Linked DNA regions of Hordeum vulgare: region 1 is linked to region 2. Evidence: chromatin contacts called from public Hi-C data. All regions are on one chromosome and are shown on one strand. The core of a region is the stretch at or near the end of the contact, and the rest is flanking DNA. Distances in the headings are between cores, read along the strand shown. Region 1 holds the start of LOC123396139 (protein JINGUBANG-like). Region 2 holds the start of LOC123397167 (sirohydrochlorin ferrochelatase, chloroplastic).

The links. Hi-C and Micro-C count contacts between places; a contact is called where the count stands out from the background.
Region 1: a contact with region 2 is called in a Hi-C map of seedling, with 2.1 times the contacts expected there. The contact joins the promoter of LOC123396139 here to the promoter of LOC123397167 in region 2. A contact is called at or near these places in 2 of 6 Hi-C or Micro-C datasets (leaf and seedling).

What each region holds. Positions count from the first base shown.
Region 1 is chr5H:60,026,913-60,030,881 of MorexV3_pseudomolecules_assembly, reverse strand. LOC123396139 (protein JINGUBANG-like) reads right to left here and starts at 1,559. Exons shown (of 1, transcript XM_045091192.1): 1 at 1-1,559. The coding sequence starts at 1,408. The coding sequence ends at 56.
Region 2 is chr5H:59,883,020-59,886,879 of MorexV3_pseudomolecules_assembly, reverse strand. It overlaps LOC123397167 (sirohydrochlorin ferrochelatase, chloroplastic), which reads left to right and starts at 2,591. Exons shown (of 7, transcript XM_045091819.1): 1 at 2,591-2,746; 2 at 3,220-3,435; 3 at 3,533-3,735; 4 at 3,815-3,860. The coding sequence starts at 3,371.

The DNA.
Region 1 (3,969 bases), core at 310-2,809, 150 kb before region 2:
TACAGCGTAGGCTCTCCCACGGACACACGGTTTACACGTGCGCGCTCTACATTCTTCAGCTCCGCTCCGGCGGCCGGTAGGGCGTCCAGACGCCCATCGGCGACGGCGTGCCCTTCCACACGTGCGCCGGCGTCCGCGTCGTCATCGCGCCGGGCGCGTCGGACACGCGCCAGACTTTGACGGAGCCGTCGAGGCTGCCGCTGTACACGACCCACCGCCGGTGGCCGTCCGCGTCGAGGGACTCCTCCTCGTCCATGGCCACGCACTTCACCGGCCCCGTGTGCCCGCTCAGCACGGCGAGGCGGGAGTGGTCGGCGCCCTCGTCGCGCCGCCACACGGAGATGGTCCGGTCGGCGGAGCCGCTCACGACGACGCGCCCGGCCACCGCGAGGGACAGCACGGCCATCTTGTGCCCGCGTAGCGCCCCGCCGTTCCTCGGCGCGCTGTCCCGGTCGGCTCCGCGCCGCCACTGCCAGTGGGTGACGGCCCCGTCCGAGGAGGCGACGTACACGACGCGCGCCTCCGCTGCCACGGCGATGGCGGTCACCGCGCTCTCGCCCTTGCGCAGCACCCGCTCCATGACATGCCTCGTCGCGCCGCCCTTCCCGTCCTCCCGGCGCCACACCTTGACCGTGCCGTCCGCGGAGCCGGTGAACGCCAGCGCGTCGAACCCCGCCGCGGCCACCGTGTTGACGGCGTCGTCGTGGGCGTGCACGGACTCCAGGCACCGCGAGTCCGACACGCGCCAGACCTTGAACGTCCTGTCCCACGACCCGGAGTAGAGCAGCCCGGCGTCGGCGTCGAGGCTGAGGCACGAGACGGCGTCGAAGTGGCGCAGCCAGACGGAGCTGTGCCGGCGGCGCGTCTCGATGTAGTGCGACGGCCTGACGGAGCTCCTGAGAAAGTCCCCGAGCTTCGGGAGCGAGCCGACGCGCCTGTGCACGGCGGGGTCGCCGGCGGACGCGCGCCACACGCGGATCTTGCCGTCCTGGTGGCCGGTGTATATCCTCCCGTCCCCGGCGACGACGATGGCCTTGACGAGCCCGCTGCCGCAGTGGAACCCCGCGAACTCGCGCCGGTCCCTCCACACCCGCACGTTCTTGGAGTCCGTGCCGGTGTACAGCAGGTCCCCGGCCGCGGCGAGCGAGTACACGTGCCCGTCCTCCTTCACGAACGACCCAAGGAGCCCCGTCTCATCCGCCGCGCCGGCCGACAGCGCCGCCCCGGCGCCGAGACCCGGGAGGCTCACCCACGGCGACGCGACGTAGGGCGACGGGGACGCCGTGGCCGACGTGCTCGCGCTCCCGCTGGTCGTGGGAGAAGGCAGCGGGGAGCACCCGTCGTCGTTGGCCGCCGCCACCGCCGGGTCCGGCCGCAGAAACTGCAGCAACTTCTTGTGGTTCCTCATGCCGCCGGCTGTCCAACGAAGTACCGAGTCTGTGCAACCTTGGAGCGATCGAACCAAGATTACTTCCTTGGTGAGAAACCGAGGAGGGGACCTGGGGAGAAGGAAGGAACCGAGAGTGACACTTTGGCGGTTCGTGGAAGAAGAAAGGTTTTCAGCTGGGATGGCGCTGGCGCGAGGGGTATATATAGGATATGTAGCGAGCCGGCGGTGGTGGGGCGGTCGCGCCAGGTGGACGGCCGAGGTTCGGAGAAGGGAGGGGAGCACGTGGTCCGATGGGCCGGGCGCGACACGCGGCGGGCTGCGGAGGGGGCGCGGTACAATGATTTGCGTAGCGGCGCAGGTGAGTGGAGCAGTGTTTGGTGTTGGTGGTGTGTCCCAGCAAATCGCACCGAGCCACACGATCGATCGTACGGCGGGAAATGTCAACTTGGCGTCGGGATTTTGAATGCAGTTCCCATGTAAGAGCAAGTACAATAAGGTACAGTCAGCAGGCTGTAAGGATTAAAATACTATATTTTTGCTGAGTTGGATGAGAGAGAAGAGGAGAGAGAAGGGAAGCGGGCTCTTCGTGAAGAGCCGGCTCTAGCACGTGCTCCTAGGTGCTTTGTGAGAATGAAAGGTAGGCCATATATGATAAAAGTAGTACTCTTTTACAGCTAACTATTGTACAAGCCAGCTATAAGATGAGCTATAAAGATGCTTATAGCCAGCAGTTGGCTATACTATTAACCATGCTCTAAGAGTTGGCATTGCCTCGTATAATTAAGCTTAGACTGCTGCATAGTGTGTGGATACGTTGAGTACTCAAGCAAAAGTCAAACCCAAATCGATACCAGTACTGTAGCGCGTGTAGATGGGAACGGATCGATTGGGCAGCGAAATCTCTCCAGGTTGCAAGGAAATCGTATCGGTAGCAACGCAGCTGCCGCCGGCCGGGCTAGGCGACAAGTACGTATACGTAGGCCGCGCTCATTTGACCTGACCCGCAACCGCAACCACACGACGGGCAGGGGTCTAATATACTAATCCCATACGCTAATTATAGGCGCAGAGATTTGCACGTTGACAAGTTCTCGGATCACGTGAGCTTGGAGCGCATTTTAGTCCATGTTGATTCGGCTGCTTGGGACATGTTTAGTTAACTGGATCCTTCCCGGCCGTGTGTGTGGTGTGGAATGGACGCGACGTGTCGACCTGGACCGACAGAGACGCCAAGCAGCTGGTACGTGCGTCGATGAGTTATTACCGAGTTGAAAAACGGAAAACTGACATGTGACAGTCTATCCGTGAGAAAAAATGGCGCCCACGGATCGCGACAATGTGGTGAAAGTCACGCGCGACCAAGTGTTCATCACCGATGGATTTAGGATTTTGGTACGTACGTACGTACGTGCTCGTGATGTCACCTCCGTTGAGATCAATGTAGCAGGATCATTTGTATACACATGATATGATGAATACTCATGCATGCATGCATGTCACCCGAACTAGTTTAACAGCTTCTAGAAGCTTTTCTTCGTGCGAGAAGCTTGCTCGATCATGCCATGCACATGCGCCCGTCCCGTACGCGCAACGAGGGTCCCACGTGAATGCATGCACGACATATGCATAGCTAGTGGTGCGGTGGTGCCGCACCGCCGCTGCAAAGCAGCACGCACGCACGGTGGGTGGCCATACATACCTACGTACGTAGTGTTGGGTGATGCATGCAACCCGATCGACCAGGCGGCTGTTCCGTCCCGGCGCCTTTCCTGCTCCAAACATCTCCTTTCGGAGCTCCTTTTGCGCTCTACGAACCGCTGGCCCGGCGCCACGTGCCCCGGCAGCAGCACACCGAACCTCCATCGCCATGTGCCACGCCCAGCAAAAGTAGATTCGACTCGCTCGCTCACTCGCCATGGCCATCAGCCCACCATCATATCGTATCATGTCAGGTCAGGTCAGATCGGACGGACGGCGCACACTGTTGCTGCACGCAAAGCAAGCGTAGCCCCCGCCACGGACGGATACGCGGCTGCGCCGATGCGAAACGACGACGGGTTGATCGATCGTCCCGGCAGCGCCAAAAGTAACCAACCAACCACCACGCGACCCGCAGATCCAACCAACAGCAGAAGGCGCGGCACGCTCGGGGAGCCGACACGTCGCCGGGGCCGCGGCGACGACAGCGACCGCGGCGGACGTGACGGGCCGGCGAACCACGAGCGCGCGCGTCCGTCGGTGTCTTTCGAGTTTCCGGCTTCGGGGTCGCGGGCGCGACGGGCATTTTCCTTCCGGCTCGTCGACCTACCTTCCTGCCGTGCCGTGCGGCCGCGGTCAGCCGGCCGATGGGCTGGACGGATGCACAGAGTTTCAACGGCGGATTGCGCGAGAACCGTGTCGAGCCAAGGGCGCGCGCCTTGGAGGCGAGGCCACCTCCTCGGATCGCATGTTTCGAGCGGATGATAACGGTCGATCGTGTGGACAACGCAAGCACCCATATAAAAGCTTTTATATCTGGTGGTATAATGATCGGGATTAAAAAGGATTATTGTGATACTATTCACATTGAGCATGGAATG
Region 2 (3,860 bases), core at 1,342-3,841:
GAGAGGCCATGCAGCTCGCTCATGTCCACCGGCGGCATCCTCCCGCCGGGTACCTCCCAGTCGAAGTTACACACAAGGCTCGCCAGCGCCAGCTCGTTGGACATCATAGCGAACCCGACGCCGGGGCAGCCCCTCCTCCCGGCGCCGAAGGGCAAGAACGCAAAGTCCTGCCCCATCTTGAGGTCGTACCCGACGAACCTCTCCGGCGCGAACTCCTCGGCGCGGCTCCCCCACGTCGCCGGGTCGCGGCCGATGGCCAAGGCGTGGATCAGCACCCGGGTTCCCGCCGGCACGTCGTACCCCAGCAGCCGTGTGTCCTCCAGCGTCTCCCGCGGCAGCAGCAGCGACGTCGGCGGGTGGAGCCGCAGGGTCTCCTTCACCACCGCCTTAAAGTAGGGCAGCCGGGGAGAAGCTCCTCCGTCACGTTGGCGCTGGCGCCGGGGCCGACTACCAGACGTGGTGGTCCATCCAGCGTGGGTCGTGCAGCGAGAAGGAGCGCATCGCCTGCTCGGAAGGCTCGAAGGTCAGCAGCAGCTCCAGCCCGCGGCCGACGTTGAACATGAGGCCGCGGTTGAGACGCAGGGGCTCGGCGACCGGGACGGGGGACGCGACGGGAACGGGATCCTCGGTGCGGAGCATCCTCCTGCGCCCGCACACCGCCCTCGTCGTCGCCGGTGACAAGGCCCCGCCCCGAGCTCCATCGCCTCCTCTCTCGTCAGCCCTGCGGTTGAGGACGGGAATGGATAAGCTTTGGGGGCGCTACGTAAAAACGAAACGTTTTTTAACTTACTCAGGGACTGCGGGTTGAATGCTCGAAAACGGACAGACTTTTTCGCAAAAAAAGCCACGACAGACGACAGAAGCGGTACATGCTTTATTAGTAGGGATAAATTTGTTATGTCAGACATATGTTCCGAAACACGTGAACTATTTTCTAGGAATGCCAGAGACACTTTTATTTAGTTATAAGATTCTTTTTGAATTACTAAACATTGTATAGCATTTTTCTGAATGACTGGCACATTTCTTTCGTAGCGTGTGAACATTTTTAAAATATGCTATCCACATTTTTTGTAAGTTGCACAAATATTTATTTTAAAATCTAAGTAATTTTTATGGAACTTATGTTTTATAACATGTTGAAAATATGAACGAACTAAAAATAAGAAGGGAGAAAAATAATAAACCGAGAGATTTTTTTCTTCAATAAGCTACTCGAGATTTCCACATGGCAGCTCTACACGCACACGTCCATGTCGAGCCCATGAATGATGACAAGTCACCAACCTCCCTCCACCCCCACGCCCTCTCTCGTCTCGCTCACGCTGTCTCTCTCAAATGAGATAATTACATCTGCCGTCTTTATACTCTTCAATGTGTAACACGACGGTCTTCGAACTTGTGAAATGCTCCAGTATGGTCTTTAAATACGAAAATACGCTTCAACATGGTCGTGGCTACATCTCACGCTACGCCCTACAGAATACAGCCTCCCCGCAAAATAAAATAAAATAATACAGCACAATCCGATGCCACATGAGTGTATAGTAGAAATGTGGGCCCCGCATGGGAGTATGAGATAGAGAAAGAATAGAAAAATAAATCACGTACCCCTATTTTCTTTTCTAAATGTCATGGAAATTCCAACTTCAGAGTTCAGACCTCCGGTCGATATCTGCAAAGCGTACATAACCACAAACTGCCTTTTACTTTGTTGATATTGTGAGTGGAAGCGTATATTAGTCAGCATTTACGTACCTCTCCGGGCAACTATCATGAGGTTCGTTTTGTAGCGATTTCCCTTTTACGTATTTTCCAGGCTCACGTTTGTTTCCCTTTTCGATTTCCATGTGAAAGAATGTAAGAAAAAACTAATTTTTTCCATGAAAAGTAAAGAAAGTGTTTGTGCATTTGAAAAATTGCTTAGAATGTTTTTGGTAAATATTTCAATTATTTTAGTAATTATGTATTCCAAACAAATATAATGAATATATACAACAACAGTGCGTGTGTGTGGCCCTGAATGAAGACACATCTTTTTAAGGCTACATGATATTTTTAAAGTTCATGTTTACCTCTTCAAGTTACTCGATAATGGAAATACAATGGAGATTTTAAATTCACAATAATGGTGTATTAGTAATTCTAGTATTAATTTTCTTACATTTCTTTTTTTAATGGGAAAAGCAAAAAGGAAAAGAATATAAACTTGGAAAAAATGGTAGCTGGGCATATAATTCGGCAAAATATATAACTATTTTATAAAACCACACAGAACATAATTCAAAACACACGGTTCTATTTTTTAATAGTTTCGTATTTTAAAAATACAATGAGGAGGCACAATAACTAAGCGTGCCTGTGGTCATGAATGAAGATATATAATGCTTTTCTTACATTTCTTCAATCCACATAATCTATAGAAAAATATTTGTGTTTACCTCTTGAAGGTACAAAATAATGAAAATACAATAAATATTTTAAAAACGCAATAATTGTTTTTTTCTTTTATGTAAAAAAATCAAATTCTAAAACAAAAAAAAAATATGCTCATTTGAGAAATCATATTATTTCCTATGGTGCCTTCCTCGTGGTGTCACATGTCCAAGGACCATCCTGTTACACGTCCAAGAGCACAAGGCAATCGTTCCGCTCCACCCACTAAAAAAAAAAAAAAATCGTTCCTCTCCCTCTCCCTGACGCGAGCGACCAAAGTCCGGCGGCCGACGCGGCACCGGCGGCGGAGGTATGCTCCCCTCCCACCGGAAACTTTCCCCTATTCCACCTGTTATCTCCCGTTTCTATCGGTTGAGCCGTCTACTAAGACCTACAGTAGTTCCGAGAGATGCAGTTTAGCAGCCCCTTTGGGTACCGACGACAGCCCTACTTCAGAGGCACCTCAAATGGATGTCCGTGCGCTTGGTTGGGCATTTCATCGGGAGTCACCCGACCCCGTTTTCCCCTTCGTAATCGATTGGAGCACGATTCTTAACCGCAGCAGTATTTGGCAAGAGCTCAGTGGGGAACTTACTTTGGTGATAGTTCTAGGCCCGTCCAGATTTCAGCAAGAAGTAGTTTCGGATGAAATTCCACTCTACGTAGGTGTACAATTGATTTTGCCAACTGAAAGCGGATCTGCTCATATGGGAGCCTTCTAGTCAGCCATCTAGTAGATGCCTTTTTGTATCCTGCGTCTCTGATAGTCATGTTTTTCATCAGGAATCATCTTCCGCACTGAAATATTCTTTTATACGGAAGGTGCCTGTTAGATCGGCTGTCTACATTGCCTCTTGAGAAAATATAGGGGGATCTTTCTGTCCTCTGCTCTTACCTGAAGCTAGAATCACGGAGGGGGTGCTCTAATAGGTCTATGCACCCTGTGTCGATCTCCTTTCAACCATTCACTGCAACTCCTGCGGGCGATTTTCCCTCAAGGTAAGTTTTTCCCTGCTGGACCTGTATTCAGTTTCTTGGGCATCTCTTGTGGTTCCTTTAATTTTAACCCTGTTTCTTTTCTTTTTTTTGTCATTAGGACCACTAATGTGAGGTCTCGCCGTGATTTTGTCAAGTTGCTGACAATTGGAACAAGTAGTGGATACCGTGCCATGAATTCCGGACCAACTTCTGCTTCCAAGTCTGAAACGACTGAGGAACAGGATTATGCTGTGGGAGAGAATGATGGTGTGATCATAGTCGACCACGGGTCACGGCGACAGGAATCTAATCTCATGCTAAGTAATGGACCGATTATTTTCCGTGAATTTTCTGGTGTTTCCCATGGTGCTTATCTTGAGTAATTTCTTGAAAATCGCAGACGATTTTGTTACTATGTTCAGGGCAAGGACTGGCTACAGGATTGT